Linked DNA regions of Mus musculus: all the other regions are linked to region 1. The links are chromatin contacts, called in public HiChIP or PLAC-seq maps. All regions are on one chromosome and are shown on one strand. Each heading gives the region's core, a stretch centred on a gene start, on an enhancer-like site or on the middle of the called end of the contact. The rest is flanking DNA. Distances are from core to core; before and after follow the strand shown.

The links. HiChIP or PLAC-seq counts read pairs in DNA pulled down with a chosen protein or histone mark.
Region 2: an H3K4me3 HiChIP or PLAC-seq map of the SCID.adh cell line shows a contact between it and region 1, with 10 read pairs. The contact joins the enhancer-like site here to the promoter of Pheta1 in region 1. A contact is called at or near these places in 2 of 39 promoter capture datasets (the 3T3-L1 cell line and liver), 1 of 15 datasets of contacts at CTCF or cohesin (large pre-B cells), 4 of 484 Hi-C or Micro-C datasets (CD4 T cells, the G1E-ER4 cell line, granulocyte-monocyte progenitors and 1 more), 5 of 115 datasets of contacts at active chromatin or transcription factors (the SCID.adh cell line, embryonic forebrain, embryonic hindbrain and 2 more) and 2 of 9 other capture datasets (adipose tissue and liver).
Region 3: an H3K4me3 HiChIP or PLAC-seq map of embryonic stem cells shows a contact between it and region 1, with 59 read pairs. The contact joins the enhancer-like site here to the promoter of Pheta1 in region 1. A contact is called at or near these places in 6 of 39 promoter capture datasets (embryonic stem cells, frontonasal cranial neural crest and maxillary cranial neural crest), 1 of 15 datasets of contacts at CTCF or cohesin (embryonic stem cells), 3 of 484 Hi-C or Micro-C datasets (all in embryonic stem cells), 20 of 115 datasets of contacts at active chromatin or transcription factors (the SCID.adh cell line, acute myeloid leukemia, bone marrow-derived macrophages and 12 more) and 2 of 9 other capture datasets (liver and macrophages).
Region 4: a contact with region 1 is called in an H3K4me3 HiChIP or PLAC-seq map of embryonic stem cells, with 36 read pairs. The contact joins the promoter of Cux2 here to the promoter of Pheta1 in region 1. A contact is called at or near these places in 15 of 39 promoter capture datasets (the 3T3-L1 cell line, the HPC-7 cell line, HPC-7-derived erythroid cells and 8 more), 10 of 484 Hi-C or Micro-C datasets (embryonic stem cells, muscle stem cells, palatal mesenchyme and 2 more), 25 of 115 datasets of contacts at active chromatin or transcription factors (the SCID.adh cell line, SST interneurons, acute myeloid leukemia and 13 more) and 3 of 9 other capture datasets (adipose tissue, liver and pancreatic islet).

What each region holds. Positions count from the first base shown.
Region 1 is chr5:121,847,551-121,850,258 of GRCm38.p6, reverse strand. It overlaps Pheta1 (PH domain containing endocytic trafficking adaptor 1), which reads right to left and starts at 1,262. Exons shown (of 4, transcript NM_175474.4): 1 at 1,135-1,262.
Region 2 is chr5:121,648,191-121,650,890 of GRCm38.p6, reverse strand. It overlaps Acad10 (acyl-Coenzyme A dehydrogenase family, member 10), which reads left to right. Exons shown (of 21, transcript NM_028037.4): 4 at 1,343-1,537. Among named protein-coding and RNA genes, the nearest start is that of Acad10, 11 kb to the left of the region's middle. Within about 2 kb of position 1,395, at least 9 of the 459 cell types and tissues checked have an H3K27ac peak or open chromatin away from gene starts, as enhancers often do. A contact at or near this core is called in the SCID.adh cell line, where this site is marked.
Region 3 is chr5:122,069,872-122,072,571 of GRCm38.p6, reverse strand. No RefSeq gene overlaps it. Among named protein-coding and RNA genes, the nearest start is that of Gm52786, 16 kb to the right of the region's middle. Within about 2 kb of position 1,446, at least 27 of the 459 cell types and tissues checked have an H3K27ac peak or open chromatin away from gene starts, as enhancers often do. A contact at or near this core is called in embryonic stem cells and microglia, where this site is marked.
Region 4 is chr5:122,048,471-122,051,327 of GRCm38.p6, reverse strand. It overlaps Cux2 (cut-like homeobox 2), which reads left to right and starts at 1,477. Exons shown (of 23, transcript NM_001312908.1): 1 at 1,477-1,552.

The DNA.
Region 1 (2,708 bases), core at 13-2,512:
GATGGGGGCACCCTGGCCAAGGTCACCAGCAGACAGAAGGCCCAGCCAGGTCCCTAGCCCTTGCCTGCTCTGGCTCGGCAAACAAGCAGGCTCTAGCTTCCCCTTGGAGGGAGGGAGTGCTCCCTGCTATTCAACCGTCTCTGCTCTGTTCAGGTTCAAAGTCTGCTGAGGGCTCCGAGCTACAAGCAACAGGGTCTAAGCACGATGCTTTAGGGACCAAATTCTTGTCTGGGCTGGCCCAGGCCGGAAGCCCAGTTACCAACACTTCCCAGACCTCAGTTTGCCTCAATGGGCTTCATGGAGGCACCGATGAGCTAAACTAAGGACAGCCTGTGACAAACTATAGGGGGAAAGTATTCTAAAGCAGGCGAAGGCACCCAATGTGGCGCTCACACCTGTCATTCCAGCACTTGGAAGGCAGACAAAAAACGCCACACATGCCAGGTATAGTGGTGCACACCTTTGATCCCAGCCCTCGCGATGCAAAGATAGGTGGATCTATCTGTGAGGCTAGCCTGTTCTGCATTATTGAGTTCCAGGCCAGCCAAGGGTACACATTAAGCTTCTGTCTCATTTAACAACAAAACCGGCCGGGCGCGGTGGCGCACGCCTTTAATCCCAGCACTGGGGAGGCAGAGGCAGGCGGATTTCTGAGTCCGAGGCCAGCCTGGTCTACAAAGTGAGTCAGGGCTACACAGAGAAACCCTGTGTCGAAAAACCAAAACAAAAAACAAAAAAACAACAACAAACCCCACCAAAAACAAAACAAAATAAAACAGTTTAGCGGATAAAGACGCTGGCTGTCAAGCTTTCTGACCCGAGTTTGATCCCCAGAAACCAAGTAGAAGAAGGAAAGCCCGGACTCCCCCCAAGTTGTCTTCTGACCTCCACACACGCACACGTAAACAAAAGTAAATACATAAAAAATTAAGACAAGTGATGAGTCCTCCATTCGTGGGGTCACAGCTGGCCCCGCGGCTAGGACTCGAGGGAAACGGAGGCAGGGCATCACCACCGCGGAACCTCAAGCCCCCGTGGTGCGCCGGCCGGGCCGCGATGGAGGCCGCGGGCGGGTCCCGGGCGACAGCCGCGCGGCTGCCGACCCCGTCGCGGTCCCGTCCCGCCCGGCTTTACCTGGCTCTGGGACCGGCGCGACGGTCTGTCCTGCCCATGGCCCGGAACAGCTCGGGGGCCGGCGACGACAGGGCCCTTTGTCTCCCGGAGGCCGAGTGGCGGCGACCCGCGGGCGCCCCTTTAACCCTGAGCGGCCCGCCCAGGAGGGGGAACGCCTCCGAGCCACACGCGCCTGCCCATTGGTCAGCCCTGCAAGGTCCCGCCCCCGAATTTACCACGCCCCCACACGCGCGCCTGAAAAATCCCTCTTAAAGGGACCGTGCCAGGGTCGGGAGTTCCCAGAATTCGGTCCCGGAGCAACCTGGCGAGACGGCTCAACGGCGCTTGTCGCCAAGCCTGGGGAAATATAACGTGAAAGATGCCAGGGAACCGCCTCCCACCAGTTGCTCAAGGTACACACAGGATATCTAGTGAGTCCGAGACCATCCTGGCCTCGAAAACAAAAAATAAATAAATAAATAAAGAAAGAAAGAAAGAAAGAAAGAAAAGAAAAAAGAAAACGTTCAACCCACAGCGTTTCCAGAGAAAATCAACACAAGTCTGTTTTAAAACGCAGAGGATACCGAGCCATCCAAACACTTGCCTAAATTAAGAGAGAGTTCTAGAAGTGAGCAGAGGTAGAGGCCCACCGACCCACTGCACCCCTGCGTGACCTCCCAGGAGTCGCTGGGATTCTATGCAAAATATAAAGACAAGCGTGGTGTTTACAGGGTGTGGCTCAACTACAGGCGCTCCCAGTAAGTAGGAATGGCCGGGGTTTCCCCTCTCCCCAAAAATCACACAGACCCACCTCCCAGAATCCTTCACTTCCTTTTCTTCCTGCCTCCTCCTCACTTCCTTCTACTTTCCTGTCCGGGGTCCTCCTAGCCGGAGGACAAGAGCGAAACAGGACAGACCAGGATCCCAGGCTTCATTCCACCGAGTCTCACTAGCGCCTACAGTGGTGCAGACTGATCCAGAGAGAAACAGCTCGGAGTCAATCAAAAAACAGTTCTAACAGGGCTTGGTGAGAGGCAGAGAATAGGCGACAGCCGCCGGGAGTGCGGGGCTGAGACAAACCAACGCTCAGGAATGGCCACTGAGGGGCAGCGACCTAGCCCACTGGAGACCTGCAGGAAGGGTGTCCCGGATGGAGGAAACCGCAAGTCCAAAGGCACAGAGAAGCGCAGAGAGCAAGTGGAGGAAGAAGTTACGTGTTGGAAGGCTTTTAGGAAGCCTTATTGCATAGGACCCTGTGAACTTTGGGAAATCTTTGTTTTCAGGTGTGCTTGGGAGCACGTGTAATTTCAGGCCTTGGTAGGGAGTGGTAAGAGGACATCTGGAAAGCTATATATATATATATATATATATATATATACACATATATACATATACACGCAATATTTTATATTATATATTATATACATATATAGCTATATAGCAAGATTGTGCCTCAATATAATAAAATATTTATTACTTATAATTAATAAGTATTAAATAAATCATTAATTTATTAGATAAACTAATTAATTTACTAGATAAATTAATTAGTACACTAGGTTGGTCTTGAACTCACAGAGAGCCTCTTGTCTGCC
Region 2 (2,700 bases), core at 146-2,645, 200 kb after region 1:
AGGACAGTAAGATCCCGTTTTATGGGGCTGGTTGTATAACTTTGTGAGTATTGGAAACCTTTGTCAGGCTCTGGTGGTTCATCCATCCCTTTCCACAACACTCAGGAGGCAGAGGTGGAAGGATTAAAAAAAAAACCAGCAGAAGTGGTGTACACCTTTAGTCCTGGCACTGGAGAGGCCAGGGTATGTGATCTCAGTGGGTGCCAGCCAGGGCTTCAGAGTGAGACCCTGTCTCAAAACCACAACAGAAGAATGGTTGACCTGCACACACTCTCTAGGCTGCCTGCCTGCTATTTAGTTACATTTCTGTACAATATTATAAAACCTACCTGGGCCTACAAGACTTGGCATTTGCAGATTTTGAAACCTGTTTGCAAACCCTATAGATTAGAATCTAAAAACAAGCAAACATTGGACTGGAGAGATGGCTCTGTAGTTGAGGGCGCATGCTGCTCCTATAGAAGACCTGGGTTCAATTCCCGCCACCCACATTGTCTCAACCGTGTGTGACTCCACTTCTGGGAATCCAGCATCCTCTTCAGGACTCTGAGGACTCCAGGCACACACATGGTGTATATATATATATATATATGTGTGTGTGTGTGTGTGTGTATATTGTATATATATATATATACATATATATACCTGCAAGCAAAAGACCCATGTGTAAAATAAAATACTTAATAGTTTTTTAAAACCTAAAATTGATCTGAAACTGAAATTCATAAAACTATGGCAAGGTATGACACAGAATCATGCAGGCTATTAATGATAAATGATACCTGATGAACAGGCTTTAAAGCTTAATGTACCCTCTTCTGACCGTCTGCCTTTTTTGACTGACAAGAGCAGAAGGAAGAACTCTAGTGACCACAGTGGGGCAACATCTCTGGCTATTTTAACCATCCTAATTCCAAATAAGGGATTTGTTCTCTTTTTCATTTTTGAAGCAGGGTTTGGGAAGGGGTCTCTCTGGTGGCCTGGCTAACGTCAAAAGCTCAGGTCCTCTTCCTTCACTTCCCAGGTTGTAATTAAAGCCCAGCGCCTAAATGCGTTCTTAAAGAATGCCGTACACCTAGGGAAGGTGATGCTTACCTGTGGTCCTGGATAGTATGGAGGCTGAAGCAGGAGGATCACTTGATCCCAGGCATTGGGGGCTTGTCTGCTCAGTATACGGAGAACTCCTCTCAAAATACTAGTGCAGACTCTAAAGTCATGTGCACTAGGCCCTGGGCTCTCACATCCAGGCAGCAATAGGATGCCAGGAATGGATTTGCCTGTGGGCCACGAGGGACCACACTAATAACCACACTAATTCTCCCGCCTCCTCTCCTGTTCACAGGCAAAGACTTCCGTGCCCGTGAGCTCCTATTTCTCTCTGCTGACCAGTGAGCAGGTGACAAAGCAGTTCCCGGTGATGACTCAGGCCATCTCTCAGATCAGAGCAAAAGGCCTCCAGACTGCAGTCCTCACCAACAACTTTCATCTTTCCAGCGGGGAAAGCTTCCTGCCCCTGGACCGGAAACAGTTTGATGTGGTGAGTACAAGGTGCTGGGTGTGCTGGAGAGGCTCTGAATTTATTAGCTCTAAAGGCTGCCTGCTAGCGGTCTCCAGGAAGTGGGTTTCTACTCACATATCTGCCCGAATCGGGATTAGGTGTAATAAGTTGAAAATTGTCTTTTACTTTTGGCCTTTTTTATTATCTGTTTATCTGTCTGTCTATCTGTCTATCTATCTATCTATCTTTCCATCCATCCATCTATTTTTAAAGTCAGAGTTTCTCTGTGTAGCCATGACTGCCCTAGAACTTACTTTGTAGACCAAGCTGTCCTTGAACACTCAGAGACCCACCTGCCTATGTCTCTCCCATGCTGGGATTAAAGGCCTGGCCTTTATTTTAATTAATTTTAGCTTTTTTTTTTTTTTTTTTTTTTTAGTATAGCCCTGACAACCTGGAACTTGCTACAAAGACCAGGCTGGCCTGGGACTCACAAAGGTCCACTTGCTTCTGCTTCCCAAATGCTGGGACTAAAGGCTTGTGCCACCACATCCAGCAAAATGGGCCCTTAAAGCATAATTGAGCTCAGGGCTGGAGAGAAGGCAGAGAGGTTAAAAGCATTAGCTGCTCTTCCAGAGGCCCTGAGTTCAGTTCCCTACAACCACATAGATGGTGGCTCACAACAATCTGTAATGGGATCTGATTCTCTCTTCTGGTGTGCATTAAGACAGAGCACTCGGGCTGGAGAGATGGCTCAGCAGTTAAGAGCACTGACTGCTCTTCTAGAGGTCATGAGTTCAATTTCCAGCAACCACATGATGGCTCACAACCAAGTCTTATGGGATCCGATGTTCTTTTCTGGTGTGTCTGAAGACAGCTGCAGCATACTCCTATACGTAAAATAAATAAATAATTCTAAAAGTAAGATCACTCATATATATAAGATATACAAATATATCTTTTTAAGAAAAACATAATTGTGCCTATGACCAAGTATTGATGAGGTGAAGACCCCTTTATGCTGCACACTCAAACCCTCACCTATACTACCACATCTCATGTGGGTTCTGACATTCTCCACTGTTTGTCTGAGGCACAATTCCAGACCAGTGCCATCCCATAATACCTCACTGCTTTGCGTGATGGTTCTCTGGGTGAAGATGCTTGCCAGAGTCTGATGACCTGAGTCCTACCCGCCATTC
Region 3 (2,700 bases), core at 197-2,696, 220 kb before region 1:
CAACAGGGTGGCCTTGGGGACCAGAGATATGATTCATGTTCTTAAATGATGCTATGTAGGGGTACACACACACACACACACCACCGAGAGATGCCCAGAAAAAGCCACACAACAGTTGAAACTTGAGCTCTGGATGCCCTGGGACACCTATGTGTTCTGTATCCCCAGGTCTGGAAGCTGCACCCAGACCCTCTTTCACTACAGCCTCAGGCCTTGGGCGACATCATCAGGACCCTTGGCTCCTGTGAGACAGACTCAGGCCCAGCCAACCACAGCACTTTCACGTCTCACCTCTCTCCACATAATGATTAGGTCTCTACTGTGAACTCAGTCAGGCCTAGCCAATCAGAGCTTGCCATCCTTCTGACTTAACCATGATTGGTTCTTAGATCAACACATGACCTAAGTAAGATTGGTTAGTAAGGTAGCCTTACCTCCGGAGTTAAGTCAGGACTCAAAGGCCAGGCTGATGGCTGGGATTTAAGCTTTGAGATCCTGGCAGCCATATTAGCAGCGTGAGGGAGAAGCTACTTGATAAGGGAAACTTGACTCCTGACAAGGAGCAAGATAGACATCACCCAACAATGGCTGACCCATGAGTTGTATGTTCCGTGATCAAAGTCTGTTCCAGACCCTGTGGCAATGGCTACTCATTTGCCCCACCCCCACCCCCAGCCGCCTGAGTACTATGACTACTTCCATTTTACAGATAGGAAAATGGAGGCCCAGGAGCTCACCGAGGCAGGGGCGGAGCCAGAATCTCAGCCCAAGAGCTCTGGGTGCAGAATCCCAGTTCCTAAGCATAGGGCATTATTCTACAGCATGTATTGGGCACCTACTGTGTACCATGTTGTGTGGAAATGTGGGCAGCATTCCTGGAATCTGGCATGCCCAGTACTGGGTTGCCATGGTGACCTGCCTTTGGCCTGGGTGGGGAGGAGCGGACATCTATCTTCTTCCAGTTCTGCTAACTGCAAGATCAAGGTCAAGGCGTGGCCCACTGTTGTGGTGTGACCTGACCTCCTTGCTGGAGGACATGGCTTCTGTGTGCATGTTCAGGAAGAGGAAGGCTCCTGAGGCTTCATGTCCCCAGTCCTGCTGGGCGGGCCTGTTCTGTGGCTCATCCCATCCTTAGGAAACTGGTATGCAGACAGACACAGGGGGTGCTCCATGGTACATGGGGAGCAAGTTTCTTCCAGACCTTCAGGAGTAAGAGTGTGAGAGAGTGGGTGGGCCAGCAGTGGGGGGAGCCAAGGGTAACCCGGTAGGTACCCTGTTTCTATGACTTTTGCAGAGAAACTCCTTAGCAGTGAGCCTGGCGGGCCCTCACAGACCTTCACAAATGTCAGGGGTATTTTTAGCCCGCAGAGCCGATGCGTCCGGTGGCGGACGCGAGAAGTGAGAACGTCTGGACAGACAAAGTGCACAGCCACAGGAATCTCTATTTCAGGCTTGTGGGGCCTGGCTCGGCCAGAGAGAGACAGCAGGCTGCCTGGCAGCTGGAACCAGAAACCAGCCTTGAGATAACCGAGGCCTAGAACCTTCTCTGATCTCCTCCCGGGAGGGGAGGAGGGCCCTGTAGCAAGTGCCATCTGAGTGGGTATCCTGGGGTGGTGGGTGGCCAGTGAGGTGGCAGGACAAGATTGCCACTGTCGATTCCCTGGGCAAGTATTCACAGGGCTTGAGGATCACTGTGGAGTCGGGAAAATTCTAGAAGCACATGGTCTGGACTAGGTGCTTTGTCAGCCTGAGGGACTGTGGTTACACAGAAGGTGGGCTCTGAGCCTGTCTCATAGTCAGAGAAGGATCCTAAGGAGGGTGTGTGTGATCCTTGAATTAGGGGCTTCAGTGACACTCTATAGCAAGCCAGCCAAGATGGGAGTGGAGTGTGAAAACCTGGGGGAGGGTAGAGGAGGGAGTTCAATCATTCATAGATAGATAGATAGATAGATAGATAGATAGATAGATAGGTGTGTCAGTGTTTTAAAAAGAATCATCTATTTATTTTATGTATATGAGCACACTGTAGCTGTCTCCAGACACAGCAGAAGAGGGCATCAGATCTCATTGCGGATGGTTGTGAGCCACCATGTGGTTGCTGGGATTTGAACTCAGGACCTCTGGGAGAACAATCAGTGCTCTCAACCGCTGAGCCATCTCTCCAGCCCAGATGTGTGTTTTTATCTGCAGGACGCTGTCCAGAATCCCTCGTCAACACCCAGAATGGCACACGGTCCCAACCTTATGGACGTGTTCCTGATGGTGTGTAGTTTACTAGTCAGCCATAGAATCGGCTATAGAAGGAGCTAAGGGATGATGGGAAATCCAAGCAAGGATGACCACCATGTCATAAAACTTACCTATAGCTCCGAGCCGAATGGAGTACTCCCATGGGCCAGGCACTTGGAAGGTTGAGGTCCAGAGAACCCTTGATCCCAGGAGTTTAGGCGAGTCTGGGCAACAGAGTGGGATGCTGTCTCTAAGAGGTATGAATAAGGTATAAATAGACAAGTGAAATAAAGGATAATATACAAAAGGAGGAAGGACAGAAGGAAGGAAGGAAGGACAGAAGGAAGGGAGGGAGGGAGAGCTGGCGGCAGTTTCACTATGGCACGTGACTGACCCACATCTGCTCCAACTTCAACCTCACTGCAGACTTAGGAGTAGGAGATAGGCTTTTGGTCCCATTTTGCTGCTGAG
Region 4 (2,857 bases), core at 228-2,727, 200 kb before region 1:
TATAACCCACGGTATTGATCTATTGTCCCAGACCGAGAGTGATGTCAGAAGTCCAAGCTCAGCCATAAAAAGGGAATATAATTTCGGTTGGCCGTCCATAAAAGCTAGTCTTTTGACAGAGATGAGGGGGGGACTAGGCCTCTTCTTTTGGAAGGGAAGTAAGTGGGGGGGGTGATGTGCAATAGGGTGTGGTGTGGGGAGGTGGGCAGGCAAGGAGGGTGACTTCAGGGTCTGGAGGTTTTTTTAGGGTTTTTTTTAGGGGGTACCGAGGCATGATGGGTTTCTGAGTCCCTTCTTTAGGATAACAAGTTGGGAGGGCTCATAGAAAAGAAGAGGGATATGTGAAATACGCCCCCTTTTGGTCCAGGGTCTGAGGAACTGCAAAGGCCGGGACCTCCCCGCCCTGGGTTAAAGATCAAGGAGAAAGCAGAAACGCTATACTCAAAGGGCGTGTGTGTGTGTGTGTGTGTGTGTCCGTCCATGTGCGTTGGCCATGGTAATGATAACATGACACCCTGCCTAGCCCCCATAGTGATGTTAGAGGTCCGGAGCTGCTACAGCGGGCCTTGGAGAACCTCAACTGATCCAAGCAGCTGTTGGGGAAAGGCTGCTTCCGCAAAGGTTTCTCTAAGGACATCCTGCAGCAACATTCACTTCACGCCAGGGACTTGCTTTGGAAAGTTGTGGGGTGCGTTACGCCCACTAAAGAATAACGATCAGAGCCCTACTGTAAAGACGCAAAGCATAGACACACAGGTTCCCCAATAGGACTTCCTTCGGTGCTGTACAGCACCATGCTGGGCGCCCGGAGACTTTCCCACGGCTCCGGGGCGCCCCCTCGCGGCGGTCACCCGCAGCGCAGCGAGCGCGTGGCGCGCGGGGTTGCGAGGGGGGGGGTGGACCTCGGCCGGAGGGTCGCGCGTGTGTGCTCCGTGCTCCCCTCGCGCGAGGCCACGCGAGGAGAGCGGCCGCACGCACTGCAGAGAGCTCACTTTGTTCTTTACGGTCCCCGTCGCCCGCGGCCCCTCCGCGCTCCCGCCGCCCCCCCTGCGCATTGATCCGCGCGCGCGGCGCTGTCGATAAGTTTGCAAGGAGCCAAAGTCAAGTGCGAGCGGCGTGCGCGCAGAGCCGGGCCGCGCTCCCGGGGTCCAGCCCGGGTGTTGGCGGCAGCCGCATCCCCGGCCGCGCGCCCGCCCCCAAGATGGCGGCCGAGGGGGGACCGCGGGGGGCCCGGGGGCCGAGGCCGGCCAGGGCTGTACGGGCGACCAGGGGGCCGCGCGCAAGACGGCGCCTGGACTGGCGGCGGCTGCAGGTGAGCAGACCAGCCCGCCTTTGTTCGCTGCCGCCACGAGCGGCCGCCGGGACGCGGGAGCCGCCGAGGCGGGAGGAGCGCGGGGAACGGGAGGAGCGCGGGGAGCACGGAGAGCGCGCGGGCAACGCGGGGGAGCGGGACGCGGCTGCGCAGCCATCCAGCCGCCGCCGCCGCCGCCGCCTCCTCCACCGGCTGCTGCAGCCAGGACGCTCGGTGCTCCTCCCGGGCCGATCCCTGAGGGTTAGTCTCTGCGTCTTGTTTCTCCCTCTCTCCTCGGTTTTTTATCACCCCCTCCGCCTGCTTTCTCTTCCTCCGCCTGCTTTCTGCCTCCGTCCTTCCCACCTCTGTCTTGACCCCCCCCTCCCGCCTCCCCTCTCCGGTCTTGCTTTTCTTCCCTCGCTTCCCCTCCTCCTGCTTTCTCTCCATCATCTTGATATTCCCCTTCTCTGTCTGCTCCTCCCTCCCCGCCCCTTCCCCTCCATCCCAGTCCCGCGGCCCCGGAGCCCCAGGCCCGAGCGCGCGCAACTTTGCGCACCTGCCGCGGGGCGGAGCAGGTGCGCGGGCTGCAGCCCCTGGGAACTTTTGCACCCGCGCCCCTGGGGCTACCGGTTCTACCTCGCTTGCTCTCGCACCCTGCTCTCTCTGCCTTGGCCCCCCTCGCTCCCCTCTCCTTCTCAGGGGCGACACTCTTGGCAGCCCCAGCACTTTTTCCATGTTCCTGGTGCGCGGGCTCCAGGTGCCTCCAGGTTGGGATGTTTGCTGACCGTCTTTCTGAGGCCCTGGGATGGGCGGGGGGTAGGGGGGGAGATGCGGTGTTACAGTACCCCATTTGGCGACACACTTGGGTGCTCATTACGCCCGCAGAGGCTCCCTGCACCCTGCAGTCGAGCAGAGTCGCGGCAGGTGCTGCGATGGCCTGGGCGGGGAAGCCTTGTGGATAACCACGCTCTGAGAGCATTTTGCTTGGCCAGTGACATTCTCAGAATTCGTGACAACACGTCTGGAGATAAAAAAATAAATAAATAAAACATAAAGGGACCCACTTTCCCTTTTTAATCTGTCCGCAGATCTCGTTAAGTTGCTTCTGATAAGTGGCTCGCTCCAGCCCCCCTCTTCTCTGTCCCCACTCCTCGCTCCCCTCCTCCCTCAAAGCCACCGAGCCGGAGAGAAAATCGGGGCACTCAGGCATGCAGTTAATAACTGCAGGAGCTATGCAATTCCTAGTCCGCGCCCGAGTTGAGGTTACAGTTTGGTGGCCGGCTAAGATGGGCAAGGCTGTGTCCTATGCTAGACGGTTTAAAGGATGCTAAAGTGGCTTTGGAGGTGGGGAGCAGGGGCCGGGAGGGGGCAGAGAGAGAGAGAGTTGGGTAGCCACATTGGGCCTGGCACGAAGGCCAATGGTAATCGTATTCCCTGCTAATGTTTGTAAATGAGACCCGGGCAGGCTGGGGGACAGCGTCTTTATTTATGATTGATGTTCTGTAACATAAGGGATGACAAGAACGCGGCAGACTAGAGGGGAGCAAGCGGCTGGGCTGACGGAAG